3 separate regions of the Mus musculus genome follow, and all the other regions are linked to region 2. The links are chromatin contacts, called in public Hi-C maps. All regions are on one chromosome and are shown on one strand. The core of a region is the stretch at or near the end of the contact, and the rest is flanking DNA. Distances in the headings are between cores, read along the strand shown.

The links. A called contact is a pair of places that touch in the nucleus more often than the background predicts.
Region 1: a contact with region 2 is called in a Hi-C map of the N1E-115 cell line, with 2.0 times the contacts expected there. The contact joins two enhancer-like sites. A contact is called at or near these places in 1 of 484 Hi-C or Micro-C datasets (the N1E-115 cell line), 4 of 115 datasets of contacts at active chromatin or transcription factors (embryonic basal ganglia, embryonic forebrain, embryonic stem cells and 1 more) and 1 of 9 other capture datasets (embryonic tail).
Region 3: a contact with region 2 is called in a Hi-C map of the N1E-115 cell line, with 4 times the contacts expected there. The contact joins two enhancer-like sites. A contact is called at or near these places in 3 of 484 Hi-C or Micro-C datasets (the N1E-115 cell line, nephron progenitors and uterus) and 2 of 115 datasets of contacts at active chromatin or transcription factors (embryonic basal ganglia and embryonic stem cells).

The regions. Positions count from the first base shown.
Region 1 is chr5:132,029,807-132,034,457 of GRCm38.p6, reverse strand. It overlaps Auts2 (autism susceptibility candidate 2), which reads left to right. Exons shown (of 20, transcript NM_001363480.1): 4 at 3,433-3,468. Among named protein-coding and RNA genes, the nearest start is that of 4930563F08Rik, 150 kb to the right of the region's middle. Within about 2 kb of position 3,302, at least 7 of the 459 cell types and tissues checked have an H3K27ac peak or open chromatin away from gene starts, as enhancers often do. A contact at or near this core is called in the N1E-115 cell line, where this site is marked.
Region 2 is chr5:131,556,047-131,560,523 of GRCm38.p6, reverse strand. The region is part of intron 5 of Auts2 (autism susceptibility candidate 2); the gene reads left to right. Among named protein-coding and RNA genes, the nearest start is that of Gm29681, 140 kb to the right of the region's middle. Within about 2 kb of position 2,308, at least 39 of the 459 cell types and tissues checked have an H3K27ac peak or open chromatin away from gene starts, as enhancers often do. A contact at or near this core is called in the N1E-115 cell line, where this site is marked.
Region 3 is chr5:131,914,397-131,919,162 of GRCm38.p6, reverse strand. All of the region lies in intron 4 of Auts2 (autism susceptibility candidate 2), which reads left to right. Among named protein-coding and RNA genes, the nearest start is that of 4930563F08Rik, 37 kb to the right of the region's middle. Within about 2 kb of position 1,987, at least 11 of the 459 cell types and tissues checked have an H3K27ac peak or open chromatin away from gene starts, as enhancers often do. A contact at or near this core is called in the N1E-115 cell line, where this site is marked.

The sequences.
Region 1 (4,651 bases), core at 2,053-4,552, 470 kb before region 2:
TAACAATTTCCAGTTCAACTTGATATACATAAGGCCCTGTTATTTATAAGTAAAAAATTAACAAACAAATGATAAAATATTATTGAAATGGTATGCTCAGTGCCTTGGCTATTGTAGATAACCTCTGATGCTAAGATCCTACATATGTGCCTTCTACAGAGTGAAGCAGATTCCAGTATGCCTTTAGTGTACAGGAGGTTCTAGCATCTCTTGTTTCCTGTGTCTATCAGTGCGCATGTGTACCCATGTGTGCGGAAGCTGGGTGATAAGGCAGGGTGCTTAAATGCTTTGTTGCATTGTGTTAATTCCTCAGCAGTGCAATCAAATTCATGTCGTAATTAAAGCTGTCAGTTGGAAGGCAAGCCAATCGCTGCAAAAGCACAGCATAACAAATGAACTGAAATGATTCCGCGTGTAGCTATACAATGCTTCACCAGGCATGAAATTAAATAAGTAATTTGATGTTGACATCAGAAATTGAAATGATACCCACTGTTCCCTCATTCAGTCAGACCTGCATAAACAATGGCCAGAGCAAACATGCACAACAAAGCCCTCCTCTCCACCCGCTCCCCAAGTAATGCACAATATATATGCAAAATGAGCATATCAGCGCTTGCTTAGACCTCAAGGATGTAATTTGCTTTGGTATACAATACGATGATAGGCGCGGAGCGGGTGGGAAGCTGGGTTTGGAGTGATCCTTCTCCTTCTGGGATGAAACATTCTCAGCAAGCAGGGTGAATGAAATGAACAAATCCCCCTGCTTCTCTGTCATTCATCCTAAAATGAGTTCGTTTCCTAGACGCAGGACTCCAGGCTGGTAGAAAGCTAACTTGTCTTCCACCTTTGCCTGCTGTAACAAGGGCTGGGGTTGCAGAAAATAGGTGGCATTTGTCACATGGTCAGCCTCTGCTGTAAGCAGTCTCCATGACTACGGTGGATGGATGGAAAGCTCTCTTTCTCCCTTTCCTTGCTTACGGAATCAAGAACACATAAGGGTTTTTGTTGTTTATCGGTTGTTTTGTTTTGTGGTGTGTGTGTGTGTGTGTGGGTGGGAGAGAGAGGGGGGGTGTATACAGGTACATAAGAACATCAGAAAGTGTATTGGATCCTCTGGAGCTTGAGTTACAGGTGGTTTTTGAACCACGTGATGTGGGAGGTAGGAACGGAACTCCGGTCCACAGAGCTATTGAGCCGTTTAGCGAGGTTTATTAAACATGTCACATACCCAACATAACTTACATCGTGCTTTATCCCTCTGAGCTTGTAGGAAACAGCAAGATGAGGAATTTTTTTTTTCTGTAGGAATGCTGTGAAGGGTGGTATTTTTGTTTGATGTGGAGATGGTCAGAAAGTTGTCTACTTTTCTCCTAGGTTTGAATGTGAAATGTCCCCCTTAGGCCCAGTGTTTGAACCATTGGTGTAAGTCTAGCAGTGCAGTTGTAGGCAATTGTGGAACCTTTAGAAGGTAGAGCCTTGCTGTTTGATAGGTTCCCTGTACTTCCTGTTTGATACCAATTACTGACTGCTCACACAGCGTGATTAGGACCTTCTGACATGCCATCCTCACTATGACAAACTTTATCCTCAAGCAGAGATCCAAAATAAGTCCTCCCTTCTTTAAGTTGATTTTCTTCAGGTGGCTGGTCACAATGATAAGAAGAGTAACACCTCAATTTACAGTCAGCAGAAATCATACCTGTTGTGGTTACGAAGATGTGAAATTCTCCTTAGCCTCTCCTCCCTCATACGATCCATGTATTTAGACATCACTTCAACCTGCATTTCTGCAGTGCATCTTGAGCGAAAGACATGATGAATAGGCACATGTTCCCCTCCTGCCTTTTGTCTAAAGAATAGCAGGTTGGCTATGTAAGTGGATGAGCTGATGTTAATAACTGTTGAATTAGGGTGGCAATCAGGCTTTTCTATGAAGATGTGGTCAGCCCTAATACAAAGCTGCTGAGCTAGAATTTAAAGACTGACTCTGCATCAGGTTATTTTCATTTCCAGCTTGTTCAGTGCCTTCCCCCCCACCCCCCACCCCCACCCCACCCCCCCCCCCCCCGCTCACAAAGAGGACGACAAAACGTTAAACAATTTCTTAGGACAAGTTTTAGAGAAAGCCTATAAACAAAACTGATCCAGGGCTAGGGCTGCAGCTTCATTGGTGGAATGTTTGCCCAGCATGTCTGAGGTGCTAGCAATGTTCAAACCAGGTGCTGTGGTACACTTCTGGTTTCCCAACACTCGGGAGAGGGATCCAAGAGGATCAAGGGAGTCTGAGGCTAGCCTAGACTACAGAGACCTTGTCCATAAACTAGGTAGAGTGTTGGGCAAATACTTTAGTTGGTTGAGTGGTTCCTAGCATTCAGAAAGCCCTTTATTCGATCACTACATAAAGGAGTGCAGTGGTGCATACCTCTGGAATTGGGGGAAAACAGATTTCATGAGAACCTGACTCAAATTGAGGGGGGGCGGTACTGGAGAGATGGGTGAGTTCTTACTCTTCCCCCAAGTTTGGTTCCCAGCATTTCCTCAGCACAATTGCCTTGAACCCACGTTCTAGAGGATCCATTACCCTGTGGCCTCCCTAGGGCACCTGTACACACATAGTACACATAAACTAACGTAGGCATGCATACATACATACATACATACATACATAGTAATAGAAAGATATACAGATGAATTTTGTATTCATACTTTGGCTTTTTTTCCCTCAGTACTTGATACCCTGAGTTCAGTTCAGAATTATTGATTTTCAGTTGGTTCACTGTGTGAGCGCTATGGCAGTCTGAATTGATATTATTGAGAGAAAAACTGCTTCCCTCCACCCACGGATTCTTTGCATTTTAGTCAACTAATTATGTTTACAAAATGTCTAATTTTTGCACAGTGCCAAGTGTGTGCTAAACCAAAGCCTTTGGGGAATAAACTAGCAAGTAGGTCATATACCAAAAAGTCATCCAAACCCATTGGGCTTTTTATTTTCAAGTCAGTCTGGGCTTTTTTTTCCTCTTGCCTGCCTCTCTGCGGCCACAAAACCAAATAGCTTGAGACCCGGGCCTTGAATGTCAGGAAATCGGGGAGGCAGGCTGCCACGTGCCTGTTTAGTCTCAGTGCAGGGCGAAATGCCATCATTAATTCATTACCCAGCTGCCTGTCAAATAAATTGGCAATTACGTCCACCGCAGAAGCTCAGAATCTAGTAAATAGCACGTTAGCATCTCTGAGTCGCTGAGAGATATAAAGGGAAAAATCAAGCAATACTGTGTGTGTATCAGCAGCAGACGACAAGGGGTCTCGGACTCGGGCATGTGATGTGTGATGAAAAACTCACAAAGGGTTGGTAATGAGCTGTGTGGATGGGAACATGCTAAAAATGGCCACTGACTTTTGTGCTCTGTCTCTGTGCTTCCTTTACAGAGTTCAGCTCCTTCCAGCTTGGGGACAGGCTACTTCGTAAGTCCATCTCCACTTCCACCTGCGCGCCTCCTCTTGCCATCAGTTCGCTCGTATAACAAACCCTCATTACAGTGTGAAAAAATGACACCCGAGGAATCCCTCTTGCCCCTAACGAGCTCACTGATTTCTGCCCTGTCGTTGAGGATTGTCTTATTTCTAAAGGGTTTAACCTGTTGGGCCTTAAGGATCAGGAGGCATCTGCCTCGGTGGGGAACTTAGCACGTTTAGGAGATAGGGGGGACACATGATTGCCCTTGCCAGCCCAATTCCATAATTGCTGGAAGTCAGATTACATATGGAATTATTTGATTTCTTCTAAGTACTCAAAAGAGCTTCAGTGTGCACAGTGACTTGCTTTTCTGTTTCTGTTATTTCACTGTGAGGGGAGATGGCATTCCAGTAGTGTTTTCCTTGTACTTGGTTGGTAGCTGTATCTGGCTTTTAAGCCAGCAATCACCACACTCCACAGTTTGGCAAATACAGATGCATTATATGTGTTCTGGTCCTTACACTTTGTTCTTAGGGGAGGGGAGGGGATGGACGAAATATACCTCTGGGATTATTACACTATCTTTCATTCAAGGACAGAGAGATGGTTGCTTCATTGCATTTTTTATAACAAAATTATCCTTTGTGGGTTTAGTATTCCTTCTCATGGTATAAATGAGGAAGAATTACAAACCACAACTATTTACACAAGATGGCATAGCACTGTGTATTTTAGTACTTACAGGCACTTGATTGTGTTCTGAAGTAACGCTTGATACTATAATACGCAAGATAGAACACATGCTACCAACCATAGCCAATAAACACCCATTCAGTTCAGCTGCTCTTAACGTTGTCCTCTTAACATGGCCAATCAGTCTTCTTGTGACTCGTTTCTCTGACTGCATTTCTGGTTGAATTATGAAAATCAGCATCGTTTCAGTGAATATCAAGTCTTTCCTAAATTTGGCCCAAAAGGCACCCTCACCTGGTCCCACTAACTTCGTCTTGAACTATAATCCAAGGAGAATGCTAAGGATTCCTCTGGCCCTGCATCATACAGTTAGCACACTGATGGTGGTTCTGCGCAGCGGGCCTGAATATTCATGCTTACAGAAGAAGCAGGATACGCTCCGTGTCTTGCTTTAGCAGTTGAAAGAACAGACGTCGTCCCATCTGCCATCTCTTCACA
Region 2 (4,477 bases), core at 1,059-3,558:
ATATACATATGTATATATAATGTAATATATATGCATGCATATATACACATGTATGTGCATAAAATGTAATATATTATATATATGTACACAGATATAATACACACTACACATGCATATGTGTGTGTGCATACAGGTTAGAAGACAGTCTTGGGCTCTGTTCTTCATATGCCATCCACCTTGGTTTTCCTTCATTTTTACTCAGTTCATATTGCTAGTGTGTGGATGCACATGCCTGCCCCTGCACTCCTATGGGGGTCAGAGGACAACTTTAGGGAGCTGGTTCTGTCCTTCCATCCTGTATTCCGTGGTTAGAACTCAGGTCACCAAGCAAAATGTGGCATGCACTTATGCTCCCAGTTCTTGCTGGCCCTGCTACCCAGGGTCTCTAAGTGGCCTAGAGCTCACTAAATAGGTTAAGCCAGCAAGCCATCCCCACTTCCTAGCACCAGGATTACAAACATATATTACCGTATCTGGCATTTTTTTGTGTGTGTGACTGCTGGGAACCAAACTCAGGTCCTGTATTTGCAATTACAGGTTGATCTATCTTCCCAAACCAACTCTGTACTTGTTTTTTTTTTTTTTTTTTTTTTTTTTTTTTGGGTTTTCGAGACAGGGTTTCTCTGTGTAGCCCTGGCTGTCCTGGCACTCACTTTGTAGACCAGGCTGGCCTCGAACTCAGAAATTCGCCTGCCTTTGCCTCCCGAGTGCTAGGATTAAAGGCGCGTGCCACCACGCCCGGCTCTGTACTTGTTTTAAACATTTTTCTTAATAATTATTTATTTCGGGGAGAGGGGGAAGCACACAAGTCACAAGGTACAAGTGGAGGTCTAAGGACAACTTGTGGTGGTTGAGAGCACTGGCTACTCTTTAAATATTTATTTATTTATTTATTTATTTATTTTATGTATATGAATACATTGTAGCTGTACAGATGGTTGTGAGCCTTCATGTGGTTGCTTGGAATTGAATTTTAGGACCTCTGCTCGTTCCGGTTGGCCCTGCTTGCTCTGGCCCAAAGATTTATTTTTCATTATTATACATAAATACACTGTAGCTGTCTTCAGATGCACCAGAAGAGGGTGATCAGATCTCATTACGGGTGTTGTGAGCCACCATGTGGTTGCTGGGATTCGAACTCAGGACCTTTGGGAGAGCAGACGGTGCTCTTACCCGCTGAGCCATCTCGCCAGCCCGGCTACTCTTTCAGAGGGCCTAGGTTCAGTTCCCAGCGCCTACATGGCAAACTACAAGCATCGCTTAATGGCTGTCCCAAATCCTTTTATGGGCATTGTGTTCCCATGGTACACAGACATACATATAAATACAGGCAAAACACACATGGAGTAAAAAAAAAAATTTTTTTTAAAAGAACAAACAACCTGTGGAAGTAATTTCTCTCCTTGCCCCTGTTGGTCCCAGGGATCAAACTCAGGTTATCAGACTTGGCAGCAAGCACCTTTCTGTGTTGAGCCATCTCACCTGCCCCCAGCTCTGTGCTCGGAACACACTTCCAGGCAAGACAGCAGCTGCTGGTCTGTCGACTGGCCAGATTATGTAGACCTGCTCATCAGTTTTCAGCTGTTGAATTCAGATCATCAGATGCGTGGTGCCTGCAGAATGCCGGGTCCCCAGGGGTGAAGCCATTGAGATTATACAGATAGCCAAGATGCCTGCCCAATGAATCGACTCCAGAAATGTCTGAGAACACATTATCTTTCCCAGGCAGGTCCTCCCAGACCTCATTTGTAATGTGTGATTGAGGACATCTCTCCCTGATGTTATCTAGGGACTTAAAGCAGACCTCCTCAGCTGTCCCCAGCTGGCCCTGTGCACCCCAGCCGGGGCACTATAAGTTTATCAGGTTAGCCAGATGACAGGACAAATATAATTTCTGGGCCACAAGGCCAGTCTGGGTGAACGCATGACATAAGGTTGTTAAAAAAAGGAGGAGGTTGAAAATAGACTCCACTCTGGTCAGATGGTGCCAGGGACTGGCCCAACTAGTGGAATGCCCCAGCCCTGGAGGACTGAGACAGTGAGGCCCACGTCCCTGGAGAGGGTCCTGCTAAAGCCAGCTTCCTTGAGAAACCAATTTGGCAGCAACTCTGGTAAACCTCTTGCGGCCAAAGGGAGGAGAAAAAAGGGCTTTAGTGCAGATACAAGGATATTCAGATGCAGGCTGGCTCCTCATCATGTCTTCTCATCAGTGTAATGATTTTGAAAATTCCAGCAATGTATTCATGCCCCTGCATGACTTTGAGAAATGCTCCTGTCTCACCAACGCCACGGGCAAACCACGCTTGAATGCTGTCAGGAGCCAGGCTCGCTGGCTGGGAGGGTGAGGACGGCCTGGATTCCTGAGTCAGGCTGCTAGCTAAGCCCGGCAGGGCCTGGAGGGTGGCAACCGTGTGGTTTGCAGGTTAGTTAATTACTGTGGTGTTTGTATGGGAAGATCCTTGGGTGTGTTTGTGGGAACAGAACCCTGATTTTAATTACATCCCTTCTGGTTCTTCAGATTGCGTGCTTCCCAAAGATCTTGTTTCTCTGGCTTTCACCTACTCTCTGATGTGCAGAGGGTTCAACCGGCAAAACAAAACAAAACAGCCAAGCCCAGACTGTGTTTGCACTAAGGATCAGGATTTTTAGAGCTGGAAGGGATGTAGATGTAGCTAGCCCAGCCCCTTCCGCTTATATAATAGGAGGTTTGGAGAGATTAAAGCGACCCATCCAAGGTCACACAGTTTGGAATTGAAACTCAGGTTTCAGGGCTGGGATGGGCCTCAGTTGGTACAGTGCTAGCCTAGCACACAGGAAGCTCTGGATTCCGCCCGCAGCACAGCATAAACCAATCATGGCATGCCTTCACAGCACTAGAAAGTGGAAACAGGAGGCTCAGGAGTTCAAGGTCATCTTGGGCGATATGGAAAATTTGAGAATAATTTGGCTTACATAAAGTCTTATCTAAAAAAATAAAAATAGAAGAGGTTGGGATGGTCGTGGTAGTGCTTACCATTAACACCAATACTTAGGAGGCAGAGGCAGGCTGATCTCTGTGAGTTCAAGGCCAGGCCAGCCAAAGATACACAGTGAGACCCCATTTTCTAGCAAAGAGGGTAGCATGTCGGAGAGATGGTTTAGTTGCTAATGTGCTTGTCTTGCAGATGTGAAGACCCCTGTTCAACCCACAGAACCCATATTTTAAAAGCCCAGAGAGATGGTGTTGTGTGACAAAACTTTTAGTGGGGAGATGCAACACACGTATCTTACCTTACTTAACCCTAGATGGGGGGGCACGGGGGATCCTGCACAGTGCACAGCCTGCAGTCAGCTCAACAGCTTAGATAGTGTCCTTTCCAAGTGCCTCATTGGGTCTAAACCTCTGCCTGACAGCAATGACTGGTTTCTGCTTTGTCCAGGCAGGTGCTGTGACTCGCTGTCTTTTGCAGCTTTTCTCTGCTGAAAGTCCTGTTTGCAGCTCAGCATCCTTTATTTCTGAAGACTCTCAGCTTTTATTACTTACTTTGGCAGGGCGGGGCCTAGGAAAACTGCTCAGTTTCAGGGACTTCCGAAGCTATTTCTGAGCTGTTTACCCTTCTGCTTAAAGAGCTTTTGTTCCAGGATGGAAAGAAACCGTTAGACAACCGTTGGAAAGCAGAAACAGCTTAACAGTCCTTGCTCTGCTCTCACTTGTAGCTTGATGGGCAAGCTCCAGGTTCAGTGAGAGATCCTGTCACCAAAAAAAAAAAAAAAAAAAAAAAAAACAGGGTGGCAGCACCCAAGGAATTATATTTAAGGTTATCCTCTGGTCACTATTCAGGTGAATATGAAAGTGCACACACACTATCTTACATGCAATCATGCACATAAGCATGTATATGTATGCTTACACACTCCAAACAAACAAACAAAACCACCTCTCAGGTCTTCTAAATCTGTCTCATATGGGATTCTGTCAACAGAGAATATCTTTTTTTCATGTTAGAGTTTTTTTTAATTTTTTAATTTTTTTTATATAGATGAAAGAGTTTCTTGTCTATGCTCTGAGTGTGGAAACTGTTATGTGAATAGCCATAATTTCAGTACTTCCTGTGTGTCCTTTCCATGGGCTTTCTTTGGTGCAAGAGCACTACAGATGTTTCAGGATAGTCCAGAGCAAGAGTGGACACAATTCACAGATTCAAATTGCTATACAATACAGCTTGTCCAGGATAACGAGGGATGTGATTTGTTCTAGCGAAGCAGCTAGGAGCACGGAACACTGGGAAATGTAGGGGCTGGGAATATGGCTCCATTGGTAAACTGCTTGCCTCGTTCACATGAAGCAAATGGGTCCCATCCCCAGTACTAGATAAACCTGACCGAGGTAAACGCCTGTAATCACAACACTGGGGAGATGGAGGCAAGAGGATGGAGAGTCCAAGGTCATCCTTGGCTACATAGTGAGTTTAAGACCAGCCTGGGCTACATGAGACCT
Region 3 (4,766 bases), core at 738-3,237, 360 kb before region 2:
GTCTGTCTGTCTGTCTGTCTGTCTGTCTCTGTGTCTGTCTCTCTGTATCTGTCTCTCTGTTTCTCTCTCCCTCTCTCTCTCTCTCTGTCTCTCTCTCTCTCTCTCTCTCTCTCTCTCTCTCTGTGTGTGTGTGTGTGTGTGTGTGTGTGTGTGTCTTTTGTGCCACATGTCCAGCCAGAGGTCAATGTTAGCTGGCCTGGATGGGCTCTCTCACTGAACCTGAAGCTCACTGGTTATCTGGAGTGACGAGTAATTCGGCTTCTCCCCATCCTGACCCTACTGTCATTACCATTTATTCCCAAATATATACTATAATTTACTTGTCAGCCCTATATAATAATATATAAACTCCACAATGTATTTGTAAAAAGACACAGAAGCACATCAGGTTGTTCTCTGTCCTCGCCTCTTCCTAATCATGATGGTTCTTTGAAATACCTTCTTTAAGCTAGCTTGGTTATCATGAATGTAACCAATGTCTGCTATGTTGGTCTAATGCTCCAGAAAAATGAGTATGGCAGACTTCTCCCCAGGAACACTTAAACTAGGCATTGACTTCTTCACAGAGGATATGCAATTGGTTTTAGCTTTTAAAGGGTGAGTAAGAGGACCCTAGAAGGACTGAGCAGAACTCTCAAGACTAAGACTACAGCATGGGGAACTTGGAGTGGTCTCGTTCACCAGTCTCAAGGAACAGCCAGTTGTAAGTCAGTAGTCTGCGTTTCAAAATGATGGGATGAGATTAGCAGTGGCTTGATGAGAAGACCTTTATCAGAGACCCTAGGGGGTTAAGACAGTTCCACTTGGGCAGCCTGGACCCTCTGAAGGAGCTACAGCTGGAAGGTGCTCTGGGGTGATTGGCCCTTCTCCTGTGGGGAAGGATTTCTTGGAAAAGGGATGGAGAATTGAGTCAGGGGGTGTGTCAAGTAACATTTCAAGAGCCGCCTAACTTCTTCTGCCCCTCAGACTACTTACTAACTAGCAGGCATCCAGATGAGCCATGCTTCTGAGAGGCAGGCCTTTGAGCCAACATCCCAACGATTCTTTGAGTTAATGAGAGGGTGCGTGGAGGGAGGGCGAGCATCCTTACCCTGCTCATCTTTTTAAAGAATTGTGTTGGGCTCTAGTGCAGACACAGGCCCTTCAGCACCCTTTCCCTGAGTGCTGGACAGGCAGCTGCTTGCAGATGAGAGATGAGAAGGACTCTTCCTTGGGCAGGGAGAAGGCAGCGGGACCCTCATGCCAGTTGCTGTTCCCAAACGTAGCCTCTCCTGAGAAGTGCCCTTAGCCTCCTTGTGTCTTCTCTCTTGCCTGGCTTACCTCCAAGCAGTCAAGCTCTGAGGCATTGTGGGCCTTTCCTTTTTTCCTGTCATTTACTTGAAGATTCGGATTTGCTTTGAGAGCTTTAAGAATTACAACATGGCAGGAAAAAGAAAAAGAAAAAGAAAAAGAAAAAGAAGAAGAAGAATAAAGAGAACCTCGTGCATTTGTCTTTGGAAACAGTCCACTTTAATTGCACCTTCCCTTTTGTCCTCCCTACCCCCAAGCCTTACAAGTTTTTGATGTCTATTCATTATTACAGGGACTTGTAGAAAAGGCAGAATCTATCTCCCTTATCAGCAGCCATACCTTTTCCCCCTCCTCCCCTTTACATTCTCTCCTTATCACTTGCAATTGGTTATTTCTGGGGTATTATTACTGTAGTTACCTCAAGGAAATTGATTAAAAAAATACCATGACAATTTCAAACAACAGAATTATTGTAGTGTTTTTTTTTTAAACATTGCTCTGCATCAGTACAGGATTTGTTATTCGTCCCTGGTTATTGTAGAAATACTCATTAAAAGCATTTCCCTCCAGAGCTGAATCGTGCCTTTCCCATCAGCCACTGTTTCTTTGAATGGGCTTGCCCTGGTCTTTCATCAGAGAAACACATCACCCATTTCCCGTCTTAAAAAACAGCAATTATGTGGAAATACCTCCTGATTTATTCGAGCCAGGGCCACTGGCCAGTGTGAGTCAGTACAATTTATTGCCAACTGTCACTTTTACATGATAGGTCTGTAACAAATACCTGCCGCATATTGTTAAATTAATCTTCCATTTAAAATTAATGGAGTTAGACTCCCCAGGTTCAATGTAATTTCGTGTTCACGGGCAGGGAAGGACTCACACTGCATACAGAATGAGATGAGGCCCAACGCCCTAATCTTTCATCACCTTGAACTCGAAGACTAGGACATGTCTCAGCATCGACTAATGAGATGGAGACCGAGTCTCTCCTGAGGACGCTGGCTCAAAGAGGCTTTTCTGCCCAGAAATAGCAGGCTCCATCTTATTTTAATAATTCCTCAGATATGACAAGTCTGATGTTGTGTGTGAAAGAGCCAGGCTTGGAAAAGAAATAAAATGAATTTTATATCATTACTTCAAAGCTGAAGTCAGAGGAAGTATGTTGCAATAATAATAATAATAATAATAATAATAACAACAACAATAATAATACAGGATGTGTTTTAGTTATAAAATACAGTAAGGAGGTGTCTCATTTTCATTCATTGGAAGGCACAGTCACCTTAGATTTTTCTACTGTATTCTTGCACCCATTCATACATTAATCAAAATAATGTGAATGAAAACAGGAACGTGTTCAATAAACATGTAGATGAATATATCAGACAGAAGGTGTCACTCTTGATGGGCTGTGTCACAAAGAACCCCTGAAAGGCTCATTGCTCTTTTTTGTGATTTTGTTTTTCCTGAGACAGGGTTTGTTTTTCTTCTATGTAACAGCCCTGGTTGTCCTAGAACTCGCTTTGTAGACCAGGCTGGCCTCAAACTCACTGACACTCTGATTGTTGTCTGCTGGGATTAAAGACGTGGCATCTTTGGAGAAGATCTCTCTCCCCAGTTACTCAGAGTGACAACTGTTTTCTGTAGAATAAATGGCTAACGCAGATGATGCCAAACTGGGTTCTGTGTGAGTGTGTGGTGTATGTACTCACTCACAGATACGCACGTGTGTGTGTGTGTGTATGCAGGTGTCTACACTCGTGTAAACCTATTTTCATGCATGTGTGTATAGTATACACACATAGGGACCAGAGGATAAACCCTAGTGCTGTTCCTCAGGCATCACCATCCTTGGTTTTATTTTTGAGTCAGGGTTTCTCCACAGCTAGAACTCCAGTAGTAGGCTGGGTGACAGGTAGCCAGTCCCCGCTGCGCCTTCCTAGTGCTGGAGTTATAAGCACCTGCCACCACATCCTGCCTTTCCCCCTCCCCCACCCCCACCCCCTCCACATGGATTCTAGGAATCAAACTGAGATTCTCATGCTTGGGAGGAAAGTAACTGAGCCATCTCCATAGCTCACCTTTAATTTCTTAATCATTTAAGCAAACTGAGTGGCTTTTATGTCTCATGGAGAAGCGCTAACAGTGGGTCTCTGCTTTTACACATGGTTGTAGCCCTGGCAGCCTAAGGTGTCTGTTCCTGAATTCTTAGGGAATATGGAACACCAGGGACCATTGGATCTTTTCTTCAGTCTAAAATGGATGCTAGGGAATATTCAAAGTAGATTCTTTTAAAGACAAGCAGTAAAGGCAGTGGAAGGGCACGGTGAGGTAAGCCCTCCGCCTCTGTTGCTTTCTCTGAGTTGAGGTCTGCTTTGTATTACTTCTGATTGTCTCAGACAGGACTTCTGAGTGTGGACAGGGCGTGAGAGATCTGACTGATAATGATGCCACATGTGATCAGTTCTAAAGGATGGATGTCTGTGATGGTTGAATAACAATGCAAAAAACACTTAAAGCCATTGATTGTGTACTTAAGTGTGGTTAGTGTGATAAAATGATATGTAAGTTTTACCACACCCAAGCACACATACACACACACAGGTACATAGGCAGATACATATTCATACATGTGTACACAGATGCACACATATGCACATGCCACCCATCTACACATACATGCACATATACCTGCATACATATATGTATCATAGATATATATACAGTTAAACAAACCACAGAAATATATACATACATACACACAGAGACACAAACACACAACCCACATACACATTCCTTTGTACATGAAAACACTTCCAGACATCAGGGTCTTCGTCCTTTCCTTCGACGCATACAGCTGGCATTTGACTAGTCCCATATCCACTTTAGACTGATGTTTTTGAATCTGACATCTTTTCCCTTTCTCATTTCATTTTTCCCCCTGACATTTGAGTACCTTCCATATGAAACTTATTGGAGATTGAAATTGCTCACAGCCAAAGAGGCATTTTCATGAGGTACTTCTAAGAATACAAATATGACATATTCGATAAAATGCCTAGAGAGTATTAAGGGCAATATAAAATCATCTCATATTTGTAGAAACATAAAAATAATTATTATTTCACTTAAGTTATTTTATATTCTTTCTTTTCTTTATACTCTTTCTTTGTAACAAACTCATTCAACTATTTATTTTTATTAAGATGTTTATTGATTTGTAATTTAAATTATGAATGTGCATATATTTCTCTCTCTGTGTATGTGTGTGTGTGTGTGTGTGTGTGTGTGTGTGTGTGTGTGTGTGTATTGTGTGTATGTATACAAGTAATCACAAAAGCCAGAAGAAGATATCTGATCCACTGGAGCTAGAATTGCAAGCACTTGTGAGCCACACATTTTGGGTGCTAGGGTCTGAACTTGAGTCCTCTGGAAGAGCAATACACATTTTTAAACACAGAGCTATTTCCCCA